2 separate regions of the Gossypium hirsutum genome follow, and region 2 is linked to region 1. Evidence: chromatin contacts called from public Hi-C data. All regions are on one chromosome and are shown on one strand. Each heading gives the region's core, a stretch centred on a gene start, on an enhancer-like site or on the middle of the called end of the contact. The rest is flanking DNA. Distances are from core to core; before and after follow the strand shown.

Region 1 (7,880 bases), core at 2,678-5,177:
AAAAATATAAATATTACTAAAAACGGGACAAGATTACTTACCCAATTAAGCCAAGAAAGCTTGCTTTCTCTTTCTTAGGGTTTCCATGTATTTTTGGGGAAGAAGATGATATAATAATATGATATTTCTTTTTAATTTATTTATCATCCATTAAATTTTCTACTTTCCAATTTAGTCCTTTCCTTTTTCTAATTTTTCATGGATGATTCATCATAAATATCTACTAACTTTTTCTTAATGGTCTAATTACCATATAAGGACCTCAAATTTTGAATTCCATAGCTATTTGATACTTATAGCTACTAGAATTCAACTTTTGCATTTTATGCAATTTGGTCCTTTCACAATTAAACATAAAATTAGTAAAATTTTCTTAATGAAATTTTCATACGTCATTTCTATCATAATGCAATTCATGCAATAATATTAAAATAGGTTTTCTTTTTTGACTCAGATTTGTGGTCTCAAAACCACTGTTCCGATTTCACTGAAAATGGGTTGTTACAATAACTTTTTGTAACCGTGCAGTGTATAAATTAACTTCCTTTAGAGGTCACATAGCCGTGTCACCAACCCTTGTGGAGACACATGATCGTGTACTAGATCGTGTGTAGAATAAAATGACTTACCATGCAAGTTACCTAATTCAAGCAATTCCAAACACATACCAATGCTTATAACCAAAGATATACCTATTCAAATCATGTCAAAACTCACATAAAAAAATGGCCTGAACTTCTAACCAATATGCCTCAAGGCACCATCACAACCAATAGTCAATACAAAAGTTCATCTCATTTCATACCAATCTCATTTCATACCAACAATGTGAATGGCTAACATATATCTTAAGTACAATCATATGCCAACTCTCATACACTTTTTATTGACTAAAACACCACATACACAACATATGAGATAAATGTCTAAACTCATTCACAAATCATACCTAAAACATTCAATTTTATCATCAAGTCTTCATACCACAATTTCCAACTCAAGCTCACCCATTTCAACCATTGCACAACATAGTTAACCATTCCATCCATTCATACGAATCTATCATCTTTTTCCATGCTTAACAACCACAATCAAGATTTACCATTTCAAATCATGATCAAGCATATCAAAAGGTCATCAAGCACACATTCATGATATAATATCATTCACACTTTACTATTACAAGACAATTATATACAATTTAACCCTTATTACATGCCACATAACCAAATTTAATGTTCAAAAAGTCTACCAAAAAGTGACTGGATAGTGTAATCTTCAAGTTGATCCGATCACTAAGTTCCGCAAAACAATAACTACAAGAAACATAAAATGAAACAAAGCTTCAATTAAGCTTAGTAAGTTCATAAGTTGGAAACAATATAACATACCTTAATTTTCACATTTAAATAACAAAACAGTTAACTAAACATTTTACCCTATTACCACAATTCATATCAATAGGTGAGTTCATTACATTCAACTCGTATAACCTTCCATACTATACAAGTTGATAAGTCATCATATCAATAAACATAAATAGATTTTGATCTTAAATTACAAGGATTTTGATCTTGTGATTGATTCAGTGAAAAATTCAAATCCTTTATGTTGTCCAGGTGATTGGTGCATGCGTCATGTTTGCAACATCAGAATAAGTCCTTTATGCTAAACGTTGGCTTCAATCTAATCAGATTCTGAGAAGCAAATATAAAGTGGAAAGGGCGATTTCTATAGGTATTAACAGCTAAAGACTTTTTTGTGTCTGCGTGTGTGTGGAGGTGTTTGTCCATGGGATATACTGCGTAACAGTAACACATGGACTATGGGGAACGGAAATATTATAAAATTTAGGCATGATAATTGGTAACCGGAATTGAGGCCTCAAAAATTATCATACTTGTCCTGATCATGTTGTGGATGAGATTCTTATAAAAGATTTAGTTACTGTTTCTGGCAGTTGGGACTGGAATAAACTTCCAGCATGCCTAGGATACTTGGTTTTGCTTTCTATTACAGGTTCTGAATCCCCTAGTGCACAAGATATTGGTGATCGTTGATGTTGGCTATGGACCCGTAATGGAAACTTTACGGTAATGGATGGCTACAAGCAGCGAAAGGGGCCACAATCGTCTTTAGTTTTGGAAGTTTAACTGACCTCAACGAGTGAGACAATTTCTTTGGTCAGTTTACCATAGTAAGATTTTAACAAACAGTGAGAAATGTAGAAGGGGACTCTCCGTTGAACCATACTGCAAAATTTGCGGGAACAATTTTGAAACTATTTCTCATGTGTTGTGTGAGTGCTCCCTTGCTATGTCGGTCTGCTTAAATCTTTTAAGGGATATTTCTTTGATTCTCAGTTGGAAGATTGTTAACAGCAAACTTTCAGAATTGTGGTCGGGAAAAGGTTGGTGGCGTTGAATGGGATATGACTTCAGACTGATATGCTGGGAACTATGGAACAACAGCTATAGGTTTGATGGGAATCTCCACCTGAGGGGTGGGTCAATTTGAAAAGTAGTTTTGGCCATATTTACCGGGAAGCAAACCGAGCGGCTGATCAAATTAACACTGTCTGTCTGATTATATAGATATAATCATCCCCTTCAAAGCTGCTCGATATTCCTCCAAGTCAAGGGGAAACTGCACTGTGTAATCTGATGTTTGCCAGAGCTTAGCTCTCTTCTGTTACCACATTTATATAATATTAAAAAAATTAAAACAATAGTAGAAATGTATAGATATACTATTGTATCAAATTTTATGTAAAAGCTTAAAATTATATTAACTTCGATAATACAATTATATTAAAAAATAACATAAATATAATAATACGAATATATAGATTATAAGGGATGAAATTAATGGAACTACAACCAAGGAAAATTTGTTATTTTTTGTTTAAAGTAAATAACGAGAAAGCTTCATTAACATAAGGTGCAATTACAGGTAATTTACATGCCATTACACCCCATACAAGATCCACAATCTCACTGAGATCTCATCCTATTAAGCTGGTTCAAAGCGGGTTGCAGAATGTTGTAGGCCACCCAAAGAAGAGCTGGTGCTACAACGAAGAGGAGAAGGGTACCCCTATTGTCACTAGATGAAGCATCAGCTACCATAGCTATCTCACTGGCCGATGCTTCCGGTGTTGACATGAACCCTGATGCAGCCAATCCTCCGAGCCCTAGCCCTATGATAACCCCTTTGGAGCTCCTCATTCGATTCAGCTGGTTAAGTGCTGGCTGGAGGATGTTGAAGAGGACCCAAGCGATCGCTGGGATTATGGGAAGCAATAGAGCTAGCCCACGGTTGTCTCCTTCAGCTATTTCAGCAATCTGTTGTGCAGCTAAGGCGGGGTCACATGAACTTAAGGTTGAGAAGATAGCTCCAGCAATGGCGCTGCCAGCGAGTGAAGAAGGTAGGTTTGAGTTGTTGGCTGGTTTTGAGATGGTGAGGCCTTTGGGGAGGTTCTGCATGGAGAGAAGGGAGAAGGGCTTTGGGGTTGGCTTTGTTGGGCTGCTCATCTTAGTTGAGCTGATGCTTAGGCATTTTGCATTGAGCATCGCCATTGTTGCTACACTTGCTGCCATTTTTTTTATGTTTTTGGGTTTAGAATTGTGCTGTTGATGCCAGGGGAGTCGGGGCGGGGGAGCTTTTTGTGGCAGAGAAATGGAGTTTCAATTGCCTCTGGCTGAGGATTTGGGTTTTGGGATATAAGATTTAATGTGAAGCAAATCAAATGATGTCCAATAAAATGAAGGTCTCTGGATTCTACTCTTATCCAGATGATATGATGTGTGAGATATGGACCTCATGTTGGATACCCCACCACAATTTTCTTATCGCCACCAATGGCATATTCCTTCTTAAGGTCAATTTGTTAACATTAAGCCGTTCATTTCACATAATATCTATCTGCACTTCACTTGATGAAAACCTTGTCCAGTGGCTCAAATACACAATGAAGCCCAAAGGCCCACCTTGCAAAGCTGAAGTCCATTCTTTGGGCTGCTGTCTCTGTCTCCCTCTTTTTGTTTTCAAAGTCTTCCTCTTTGTTTCGAGGTTAATACCTTAAACTTTTTGGAAACCACAAGGCTCAAGCTATTAAAAGTATTTAGGTACTTTTTGTATATTATAGAAGTGTAATTTATTCTTCATAGGATAAATATGTATAATATAATACGTTTGATGTTCCTGCAAGCAAAATTAATAAAAATTTTCATGGAAGACTGTTTAAAAAAAACTAAACATGATGCTGGTAGATACATTTATGGATTGACTTGAAAATTTTGTTTTTCTTACTTGAAATTTCATTTTTTTAAATAATATATTATGTGTGAATCATTGATTTTGTTTTTCAATATTCGTTCGGTTACAATTGGACGAAGTTAGTATAGTTATAAAATAGAGATGGACAACACAATTGTTTATGTAATTTGAAAACTTCTTACTTCTATTCTTACCTAGAGAGTGACCCAATATAAATTAATAAAGTACAAATTGTGGTTTAAGTTCAAGTCATAAACTAACTTGCAACCTCACTTCTATACTTCAAACTATATACACTCTCAATAACTATTTCCCTTTGAAACCTTAGTTGTAAACCAATGAATAATCCAATTTACTAATTTACTTTCACAAATTATGCCCTAAAAATAATCCATAAATTAACAAAATAGAACTTCTGTCTCTATGTGTGTAACACCCTCAACCCGACTCAAATTACCGAATCCAAATCTCGGGTATTACTTTACATTTCACTTAACAAAATTTCAAAACAGTCAACATGTACGCTTGACTTAAAATATATTTCTTATCATTTTATTTAAAGAATCAACATTAAAGGAACAAAGAAAAGTATTTAAAAATAAAATAATACATCAGACTTGTTACAACTTATTACAACACAAAAGTTTGCTAAAGACAAACTCTTTAAGGTGTAAACCTACAATACGTCACTTTTCCAAATAGTCCACTGTATGCATAATAAATCGGTTCGCAGCTTCCTTGGCACATTCCTCGAGTCGTCCCTCCTAGCATACTCACTCTTACAGTATACCTAAAACACAAACATAACACTTGTAAGTTACACGAACTTGTGAGCATAAATACATAATACATTTGTGGATACTGTTATAATATCATTTGCATGTTCATATGCCAATTTCTGTATTTAAACTATCATTTTTGTTTTGGGCTGACACTTTCAAAATACTTGGACATACGTACATACGCTGTAACACCCCCACGCCTGAAACCGTCGCCGGAGTCGAGCTTGAGGGGTTACCGAACATAATTTATCAAATTAAGACCTTCAAATCATTTGTTTCTACATTCACAGCTTTCTAACTACCCGCGTCACAGTTACAAGAAAAATCATATCTCGAGTTACGAAACTCGAAATCAAGATCCGTAAATTTTCCCTAAATATAGACTCATATATATATTTACTAATTTTTTTCTAGAATTTTTGGTTGGGATAATTAGTACAGTTTATTAGTTAAAGTCTCCCCTGTTTCAGGGTTTGACTGCTCTGACATCTGTGTATTTCGAATCAGATATCTCTCTATACAGAATTTCAATGACTACAAGCTTTGTTTTTCTTAAAACTAGACTCAATAAGGAATCTGTACATATAAAGAAAAACTTCTAATTATTTTTTTAAAATTTATTATGAATTTTTAAAGTCAGAACAGGGGATCCAGAAATCACCCTGGCCCTGTTTCACAAAAGTTTAAATATCTCATAAAATATAATTTATATGCTTGTTTTGTTCAATCCACATAAAAATAGACTCATTAAGCTTTAATTTCATAACTTACTCATTATTTATTTCCATTTATACTATTTTTAGTGATTTTTCAAATTCATGTCATTGCTGCAGCAATATTCTGTTTTAAGGCAAGTTTTATCTTTCCATGAATTTTTATGAACTAGATAACCTATTAAACTTCCATAATATCAAACATGATCTAAATTAGCCATCACTATGACTTATCAATATCAAACATTTTCTCAACCAAACATGGCCATATCATAAAATTATTTACTCAAAATAAGTATATTGCTATACATGCCATACTTAAGTTTTACAAGCCATTTACCCAGATGAAAGTCCTTTGGATAGTGTGATCGAACCTTCGACCCGCCCCGATTCCCGAGCTGGCTTGTTCAAAACTACAGTAAATAAAGAGGAGGGCGTAAGCATAAATGCTTAGTAAGTTCATATGTAAATAACAAGTAACATAACAATACAAATATACCAAACAACTTTAGCATGGTATCACCAAAACATATGTCATATTTCTAAACATCATTCATCATCTTACCACCTTATCGTTGTTGTATCTATTTTCAACCCGAGGGTTAAGAACTTACCTGTCCAAAGTGTCCATTTCACAACACTTACCAAAACGTCCCTTGCATCTTAAGTGTTCTTCCATTTCACTAGAAATTTCACCCGTTGAACACATCGGAATACAACTCGGATACACGGATAATTTGCACATAAGTGCCTCATATGTAATCAAGAAATCATGTAACCCGCCCCTAAGTGAACTCGGACTCAACTCAACGAGCTCGGGCGTTCGCATCCATAAGTGAACTCGGACTCAACTCAACGAGTTTGGATGCCTAGTTACATCTCACGAACTCGGACTCAACTCAACGAGTTCGGACATTCGTATCCATAGGTGAACTCGGACTCAACTCAACGAGTTCGGATGCTCAACCATCCTAGTGACATGTCACTTGTATCCTAATCTATTCCTAAGGTTCAAACGGGCTTTTTCCCTCGATCTCACATTTGTCGTCTTCCATGGAATATTGGAACCGATACTCGGTAGCAATTCATATTTATCAAGTAGTAAACATGATTTGCATATTACTCAACATTAAACACAAAGCATAATATTTCACGATTAAAAATCAGCGTATCATATAATTAACATCAATAACTTAAAAATAACGATTATGCTACATTATTTACACATGAACTTACCTTGGTACCAAAATATAAAGATTTTGCAATTTAGTCCACAATCTTTTCTTTTCCTCGATCGCGACTTGAATCTCGTTTCTCTTGATCTATGATGCCAAATTAATTTAATACATACATTCATCAAAACAGCATTTAATACGAACTTTGGAAAAATTACACTTTTGCCCTTAAACTTTTGCATAATTACACTTTTTCCCCTAGGCTCGGGAATTAAACTTTATTCCTTATTCTTATGTTTTATAACATGCTGATCACTTTTCCCTTCTATGGCAACATCAAATTCTCTCTCTAACATATACTTGTGATTATTAGGTATTTTTGCCAATTAAGCCCTTTTACTCGTTTTCACTCAAAACCGAGTAGCACAAGTTGTCTAACATAATTTAAAACCTCATATTCTATCATAAAACATCAAAATACACAAATTTCACCTATGGGTATTTTTCCAAATATAAACCCTAGGTTGAATTATTGCTAACATAAGCTTAATCAAGCTACCGAGATTCCAAAAACGTAAAGAACATTAAAAACGGGGCTTGGAATCACTTACTATGGAGCTTGGAAGCTTGAAACAAACCCTAGCTATAGAGAACCCTTGAAATTTCGGCCTAATGAAGAAGATGGACAAAAATTGGCTTTTAATTTTGTTTTTAATTCATTTTAATAACGAAATGACCAAAATACCCTTACTACTAAACTTTCCAAAAATTCCTTCCATGTCCTAATTTTGTCCATGAACTTAAAATTGGTCAAATTGCTATTTAAGACCTCCTCATTAATATTCCAAAATAATTTCATACTAAAAACTTCTAGAATGCAAGTTTTGCAACTTATTCGATTTAGTCCCTACTTTCAATTTAACCATTTTAGG
Region 2 (7,880 bases), core at 2,799-5,298, 210 kb after region 1:
TCCTAAAACCACCCTTCCAGTTAGGGTCTAAATCGGGATGTTACACCAGCGTCTCACTTGTATCTAGGTTCGGCATGCTGCCCAGAGAAGAGGACTCAGCTCGAGCCCCTTACAGCCTCTACCTTGGCCTCTAGTATCACGCCCATAGATACTCGTGCACTTATGTATATTTAGATTTATCTGTATTAAAAATTTTATGAATCAATTACAGTTTCAGTATTTATTAATAGATTTTTATGTAAAGCAGTATCATAATTTCAGAGTTTGTTTTTCGCAAGTACAGTCTCTATCAGTTTCAGTATACACTAACTAAAGTGTTTTCAGAATAGACTATCTATAATACCATAACAGTTTATCAGAATACTTATAAGATCGACGCCAGAGATTCGATGTACCACATTCTCAGTCAAATCATTTCAAATCATTGGTAAATCAGTTCTTAAAAACCAAGTTTTAAAACCCAAAATCCACAGCCGAGTTTTGCAACCTGACTTTGATACCACTAAATGTAACACCCCCAAACCCGACCTAGACGTTATGGCCGAATCTAGCGATGTTACATGGAATGGGATTTGAAATCAAATTTATCAATTTAAAACCGTTTTCATTTATTAGCTTCTATTTACCTCTTTTCAATTTCAAAATTATTTTCTCATTAATTTTATTCATTTAAAAACATATTCTGTAGTGGAAGCTTTTAAAACCGATATATTTAAAGAAAACCGTTCGCGTTTAGGAAAAATGTTATTTTTATTGAAACCGACTTTTCATTGAGTTTTACAGTTTAAAAGTCCATGGGAACAGTTAAAATCCAAAATAAGAGGCAAATAGTCCAAAAGTCCCAAATTACATTAAAAATACACTAGAAAAATAGGAAATAAAAATCATAAATGAAATTAAAGCAAGCAGTTCAATAGACATGTGGTCACTGTTGAGTCCTCCGTCGCACCAATCCGTCTAAGTCTGGGGGTTACCTATACAGATAAAACAAAAATGGGTGAGTTTACGTAAACTCAGTGTGTAATCCCCTATAAAAGACATGCATACAGTCAAACAATAGTTATCAGTCAAATGTAGTCTAGGGCCTAAGCCCATTACAGATTCAGAAACAGTTTAGGCCTTAACCCATTCAGATACAGTTTCAGATGTAAATTAGGGCCTTAGCCCATCTCAGATACAGTATGCATACAGTAACAGAAATCAATATCCTACCCACCAGCGCCTCTACACACCATCTCTGACCATCCCTACACACCATGTAGGGTTTAAAAAACCCACCCAGCCCTACACACCAAGTCATACCGAAAGTGGAACATATCAGTAATATTGCAGCTGAGCTGCCAAATAATAGACATGAAAGCCTTTCAGTACACTTCCTCCAATAATCAATCATCCCACCCCAATGCAGATGCAACTAAACATGCTTAATGAAGACATACAAAAATACATGCTTGCATGCTAAAATCCAGTTATCAGGCATACATACGGATCAGTAAACATGCATAAATTTAACATGCTCAATACACACATTATATATATATTCAGGTCACACGATTTAGGGTCTAAGTAGCACTTACCAACCCTACAGTAGGTTCATAGTCAACTTGGGTGACCCATGCAACCCTAGGAAATATTTTAGATAAATGGGCCCACACGCCCATATAGTTTGCCCGTGTGGGACCACACGTCCGTGTGGCTCACACGCCCAAATTTACCTTGGGCTGTGTGGATCACACGGTCTGGCCCAAATTCCCACACGCCCATGTGGACCCACACACTCGTGTGGCCCACACAGCCCAATTCGGTCAAGCCATGTGCCGCACACAGCCTACCTAGCCATCACACGGCCATGTCTATCGCACGACCTGGCCTTCGTCGACCACATGGCTATGTCATTCACACACGGCCTACCACACGGGCTACCACACACCCGTGTAGCATCTACAGTTTACAATTTCGACTTTCGCCAAATCCCATTTTCTGCGTTTTTGGGTACACACTTGGTATCGTTTCTATGCAAAAACCCTCCCGAACAGACCAACACCTAAAATCGATACCACAAACCTTTCGAAATCAGTTTAAATTCATGATTAGCCCAAATTACCAAAGCGACAATATTTCAAATTGAACACTCAACACTTACATAACCACCTCGAACGATTCAATTACGACTCTGAGCGAGGAGAGTCTCTAACTTCCCAATTTGCTGTTGCCAAAACAGACAAAAAGGTTCCAATCGAAAGATTCTGAATAAACAATAATTGCTTTAAAGAACGCTTACTCGTACAAACCAATCTATGTCCACATACCTTAATCGAGCGAGGAAACCCCTAAAACCAAAAATATTGAGAAAATTTTGAAGAAACAAGAGAAGCAAAAAAATTTTCAAGAAAGAAAAAAAATAATGTCAAATATCAAAAAGAATGATTTTTTGGGGGAAAAAGATGAGTTCAACTCAAATCTCACTACACCACAATCCTAACCACCTATTACTCAGATTTCTGCCACAACAGAAACTCTATCACAAAGCTGAGCTAAAAATAAACTCCCACGCTCACACAAGGATTCAAGCACAATACCGTTAGTAATCTAACACTCAACTTAACCACCAGACCAATAGGCCCATTCTAATATGGTTTTATAAATAATTTAATATAAGCCCACTGAGTAGAGATGGGGCTTAAATCCAAAAATACTCAAAATTTGCCAAGGCTAAGGCTTGAACTTGAGACCTCACACACACCTAGAACACTTAACCATTGGATCAAATATAGATTTAAGTCACATTTCCACAAAAGCCAAAATAAGAATATTGAGGCGTTACAATAAGTGTCATAGGATTTCTAGTATTAATTATTTTGATAATTCAAATATAATGCTAATAAAAAAATTCCTATTATTAAAACATTTGTACAAACAATAAAAAATAATATATTATAAAATAAATTATTTACTATTTAATTTGTATTTGTATTTGTATTTGTATTTGTATTTTCTTTTTTATTTTTTAATAGTCAATAAATTGACTATAACAATTTGTAAACAATATATATGAAAAGGGAATCATTTACACTGATGTAAAACTAAAATAGTTTTATACTCTTTCATATATTTTTATACGATTAATTTTTAATGATCCAATTCTTAAATTTTTTATATATAATATTACTTGTCATGCATGTAAATTTTTGAACCAATTCGATATTTGTACCAAATCAACTAAAAAATTATTTATATTAATTATTATTAAACGGTTCAAAATTTTTTATATAAAATAAATAATTAGAAATTTTTAATTTACGTCAAATTTGACATTCATGATCTATATGAATTGAATAAAATGTATGACCGTTGAATCCTTAAAATATTAATCATACAAAAATATACGAAATGGTGTAAAACTAACTAGTGTAAATAAATCCCCCATTATTAATTAATATGTAGCAAAAAGTAATATCAAGTAAAATTAAAAAATATATTTAGAAGAAACTTTTTTAAATGATTATAATTATAAAAAAATACATCAACTTTTACTTGTAATTATTTTAAATAAATTTTTTAAATAATAAATATAAATTAAATTATAATTATTTTTAAACACCAATTTAGTAATAAGATAGAAAATAAACGGTAATCTTATCGATTCAAAATTTTTTTAAACTCATACATTTATATATATTACAAATATATAATACATATCCATCATATTGATATCATTTTCAATAGTTACAATCGTACAATTAAAAGGTATTACATGTTCATATTAATAATACTTTCAATATTTCATTATCTTTTCTAAAGTTTAAATTTTGGCCATTGAACTTTAATTTTACCAGGAAATTATTATTAATATTATCAATTTATAGCATTTTCATCATTATATTGTTACCTGATATTAGGAGTGTGACGGAAATCACACGTGGCAAGAAGTCAATTGTTTTTTTCCTAATAAAACTCCAAAAACATTAAACAAACAACCATCGGGCAATCCGCCCATAAATGCAGTCCCTACCAAAAGCAAAAAAGCAATACCATCAAGCTCATCCGATCTTCGACCAAGGTAGGACCCAAAACAACCGCTGTGGAAAGTGACCAGATCTATATCGCAGCTACTATAAACATGCCTAAAATCATCCGTTGACAGGCCCTCGCCTTCTATACCGATCTACCTCCTCTTGAATCGACAACGGTCCATCCTCTACCCAACATTCGTCTCACTCCCGGAGGAACACTTCCCAAGCCAACAGGTGCTCAGCTCTGTTCCCCCATCGTTTAATATGATAAAATTTAAAATGCTCAAAACCTAATAACATTTGTCGAGCATCCCAAATATATCCACTGATTTTCGTCTGTCAATCCCCGCATGTTTGAGTTTGGAAATGACCGCTGCTGAATCCCCTTCTAGCTCCACCCGTCGAAGCCCTAGATCCCTGGCAAATTGAACAGCAAGCACACAAGCCAATGCCTCCGCAGCCGCCGCATCAGGTATATGCTTTTTCCAAAGATAGGTCGATCCTAGCATATAACCCTCTGAGTCCCTAACAACCACTCATGTACTTGCAGAATGGAGATGACCATAGAATCCAGCATCAAAGTTTACTCGAACCCACGGGTCAATTGGAGGCTTCTAAACCAACGAGTCAGTAGTCTCGCGCTCCCTCAACAAAGAATCCATCTCTCTGGCATAAACCAGCACAAACATAAGTAGGACAAAATATAATTCGGAATGGCTTGAAGAATTAACTTAATAAAAACGATCTTACCACCCTGCGAAAGACGCCGATTGTACCACCCTCCAATCCACTCAAGAAAGCGCTCCTTAAAGACTACAAAAGGCCCTTTTTTCGTTCCTACCAACAACCACTGGCAAGCACAGATAAATCCCAGGATCCATGGTACTACAGACCCCCAAAATATCCACAATATCTCGACGCATTCCTTGGATCACATTCAAACTAAAGTAAACTAGAGATTTTCCAAAATTGGTCTACTGGCCCAAACATTGTTCATACTCTTTCAGGATTTCCCCCACATATTTAGCCCCTCAATCGAAGCCTCTCCAAATACCAAACTATCATCGGCGAACAATAAATGAGATACCCGAGGCCCTGAACCACTTGCCTTTACTCCCTTCAAGAGTCCATCATCATGAGCCAATTTCAACAGAGAAGTGAAGCCCTCATTGCAAATAAAAATAAAAATAAAAAGGACGGGCATAAGGGGTCACCTTGACGCAACCCTGGGTTGGCACGATATTCCCCCTAGCTTCCCCATCCACAATTACTGAATATTTGACCGAGCGAACGCATCACATGACAAGTTAACCTAATTCACATCAAATCTGATTTTGAGCATAACCTCCTAGATTAAATGTCATTCCACCTTGTCATAAGCTTTGTTCTTATCCAACTTTACAGCAAAACTATCTTTAAGCCCCCGACGCTTCTTCCTAAAAGAATGAAACAACTCAAAGGCCACAAGCGTATTGTCCATAATCAATGGGCCACGTATAGAGGCACTCTGTGCCTCGTTGATACAATGAGTCATAACCCTTTGTAGTCTATTAACAATCATTTTAGATATAATCTTAAATAACACATTGTAAAGACTGATAGGGCGAAAACAAGTCATGTTCTGTGGGCTACGGTTCTTGGGAATAAGAACAATATTTGTATCATTAATGTCATCAAATGAAACACAATCATTAAGCACGTGCAAACAATAATCACTAATATCCTTGCCTACAATATGCCTAAATAGTTGATAGAATAAAGTAGGCATACCATCTCTCATTGCTGGCTTGGTGGGTGTCATACTACGAACAGCTAGCAAGACCTCCTCTGTAAAATCAGTACAGAGATAGCTATTCATATCCGCAGAGATAGAACTCGAAATGCCTAATAACAAACAGTCCATATCCCCTCGTCCCTTTGTTGTAAACAAATCCCTGAAATAATGGCAAGCCACTTTCTCAAATTCATCAGCCCCCCTAACCATTCGTCCATCAACATCTTTGATCTGATCCACAACCTTAACACGCCATCGATGGGAAGCAAACTTATGGAAAAACGTTGTGTTGCAGTCACCATATTGTAGCCCGTGCTCTCTGCTCCCAATACATCTTCCTCTTGTCAATCTCAAGATTAAGGTTCATTTTGGCTAAAACCACTTCCTCCAGCACCTTATCGTCAGGCTCCCCCTAACCAAAATGTTTAAGTCAATCCTACAGCCTAGTCACATTCAATTTCAATTGGTCTCTTACTCGTTTAGCCCAAGTTAGTAAACCATCACCCAACAATCAAATACGATCAGGAACAACACCTATCGACCACTCCTACTGGTGCTTAATTTCTGCTTCACACGATTCTTCCAACAACCAATAAGCCTCGAATCGAAAACATCTTTTCCTTCGACCCTAAAGCACAACTACAACATCCGTTTCCAAAAGTAATGAGCAGTGATCAGAGATAGAGTGAAAGCAATGCGTAAGTCTATAATTCGGGAATAATACCTTCCAAGCCAACCCTGAAACCCCTCTATCAATGCGCTCATGGATATTATTCTCAAGAAGCTTACCTCTTTCCCACATATACCATTGTCCACATATCCCAGATCAATCAAATCAGTATCATCAAGCACGGCTCTAAAATCATCCATATTTCTTTCAGGCCTCATCTGATCACCCTGTTTCTCGTAGGAAAAAACAATCTCATTAAAATCACCCATGAAAACCCAATGGTAATCAGCTCTGGCAAATAATTGGCACAAAAATTCTCAAAGACTAAAAACAACGACCCTCAACCGGTGACCCATAAAACCATAAAACCAAGTAAACCGCCACTGATAACCATCAAGATCCTCTTCTACCAGAAGATCAATATGATTTATAGAATAACTACCTAATTGTACTTTACAATCCTCCTTCCAACAAAGGGCCATGCCGCCCCTTGACCCCTCACTACCTACCTCAATCCCACAACGAAACCCAACATTTCTACGCACCCTCTCCATCCGAGTTTTCCGTAGCTTCGTCTCAATGAAAAAAAGCCACACTAGGGCATAAATTCTTTAACACATGTCAAAGGCGGCACACTGCCCGAGGGTTCTCTATCCCTCAGACATTTCAGCTTAAAATTTTCATGACACCCAGTTGCTCTGTCCCCCAAAGCCAACTGATGTTCCAAAAGAGTGAACAACAGATTGTTCATCAACAATGCCCTTCGAATCCATCAACAATGCCCTTCGAATCCATATGTACAAAAACAGGATTGGACACAGAAATACATGACCACTTTTTTCCTTCCCTAACAGCTAACGGAGAATCCTCTTCAACCAGACTCATATTCAGATTTACATTCTATGCACCCTCAGAATCATAATGCTCCCAGCCACCTAAATTCAACCCCAAAGTAATACCCACATTATTCGTTAGGGTACAATTTTGGATAACACTTTGAATATCATTATGTCACCCAATCGAACTTCTGCGTGAAAGCCTTCGCGCCTAATCCATTTTGAAGACTTCACATTCCTACCTAAGCCAGCAACTCTTTCCTACCACTGCCCTTCACGGAGCTGCCTTAATAAATAAGTCCCATTCCAGAGGTAACTCCCTACGTCTGTGAACTATATGCACCGGGTAAAAACCTTCAAAGTGGCCCAATAAACAGACAATCTCTCATACTAAAACCAAGCTTGAACGCTAACCCTCATATAACCCCGAAAACCCTTCCCATTGCTTTCATGTCATATTCCAGGAAAGTCCCAATAAAGATCCCAAACTGTCTACCCATCACCTCCGAGATCAAACCAAAGGGCAAATCGTGGATCTGAACCCAAAAATCCACAAAGATCAACGGAACCACCATTGGATCTTCCCC

What was found. Hi-C and Micro-C count contacts between places; a contact is called where the count stands out from the background.
Region 2: a contact with region 1 is called in a Hi-C map of leaf, with 1.8 times the contacts expected there. The contact joins the enhancer-like site here to the promoter of LOC107916725 in region 1. A contact is called at or near these places in 2 of 34 Hi-C or Micro-C datasets (callus and leaf).

What each region holds. Positions count from the first base shown.
Region 1 is chrA01:96,187,317-96,195,196 of Gossypium_hirsutum_v2.1, forward strand. LOC107916725 (photosystem II core complex proteins psbY, chloroplastic) reads right to left here and starts at 3,928. Exons shown (of 1, transcript XM_016846082.2): 1 at 2,911-3,928. The coding sequence starts at 3,599. The coding sequence ends at 2,994.
Region 2 is chrA01:96,393,358-96,401,237 of Gossypium_hirsutum_v2.1, forward strand. No RefSeq gene overlaps it. Among protein-coding and RNA genes, the nearest start is that of LOC107916601, 10 kb to the right of the region's middle. Within about 2 kb of position 4,049, at least 9 of the 9 cell types and tissues checked have an H3K27ac peak or open chromatin away from gene starts, as enhancers often do. A contact at or near this core is called in leaf, where this site is marked.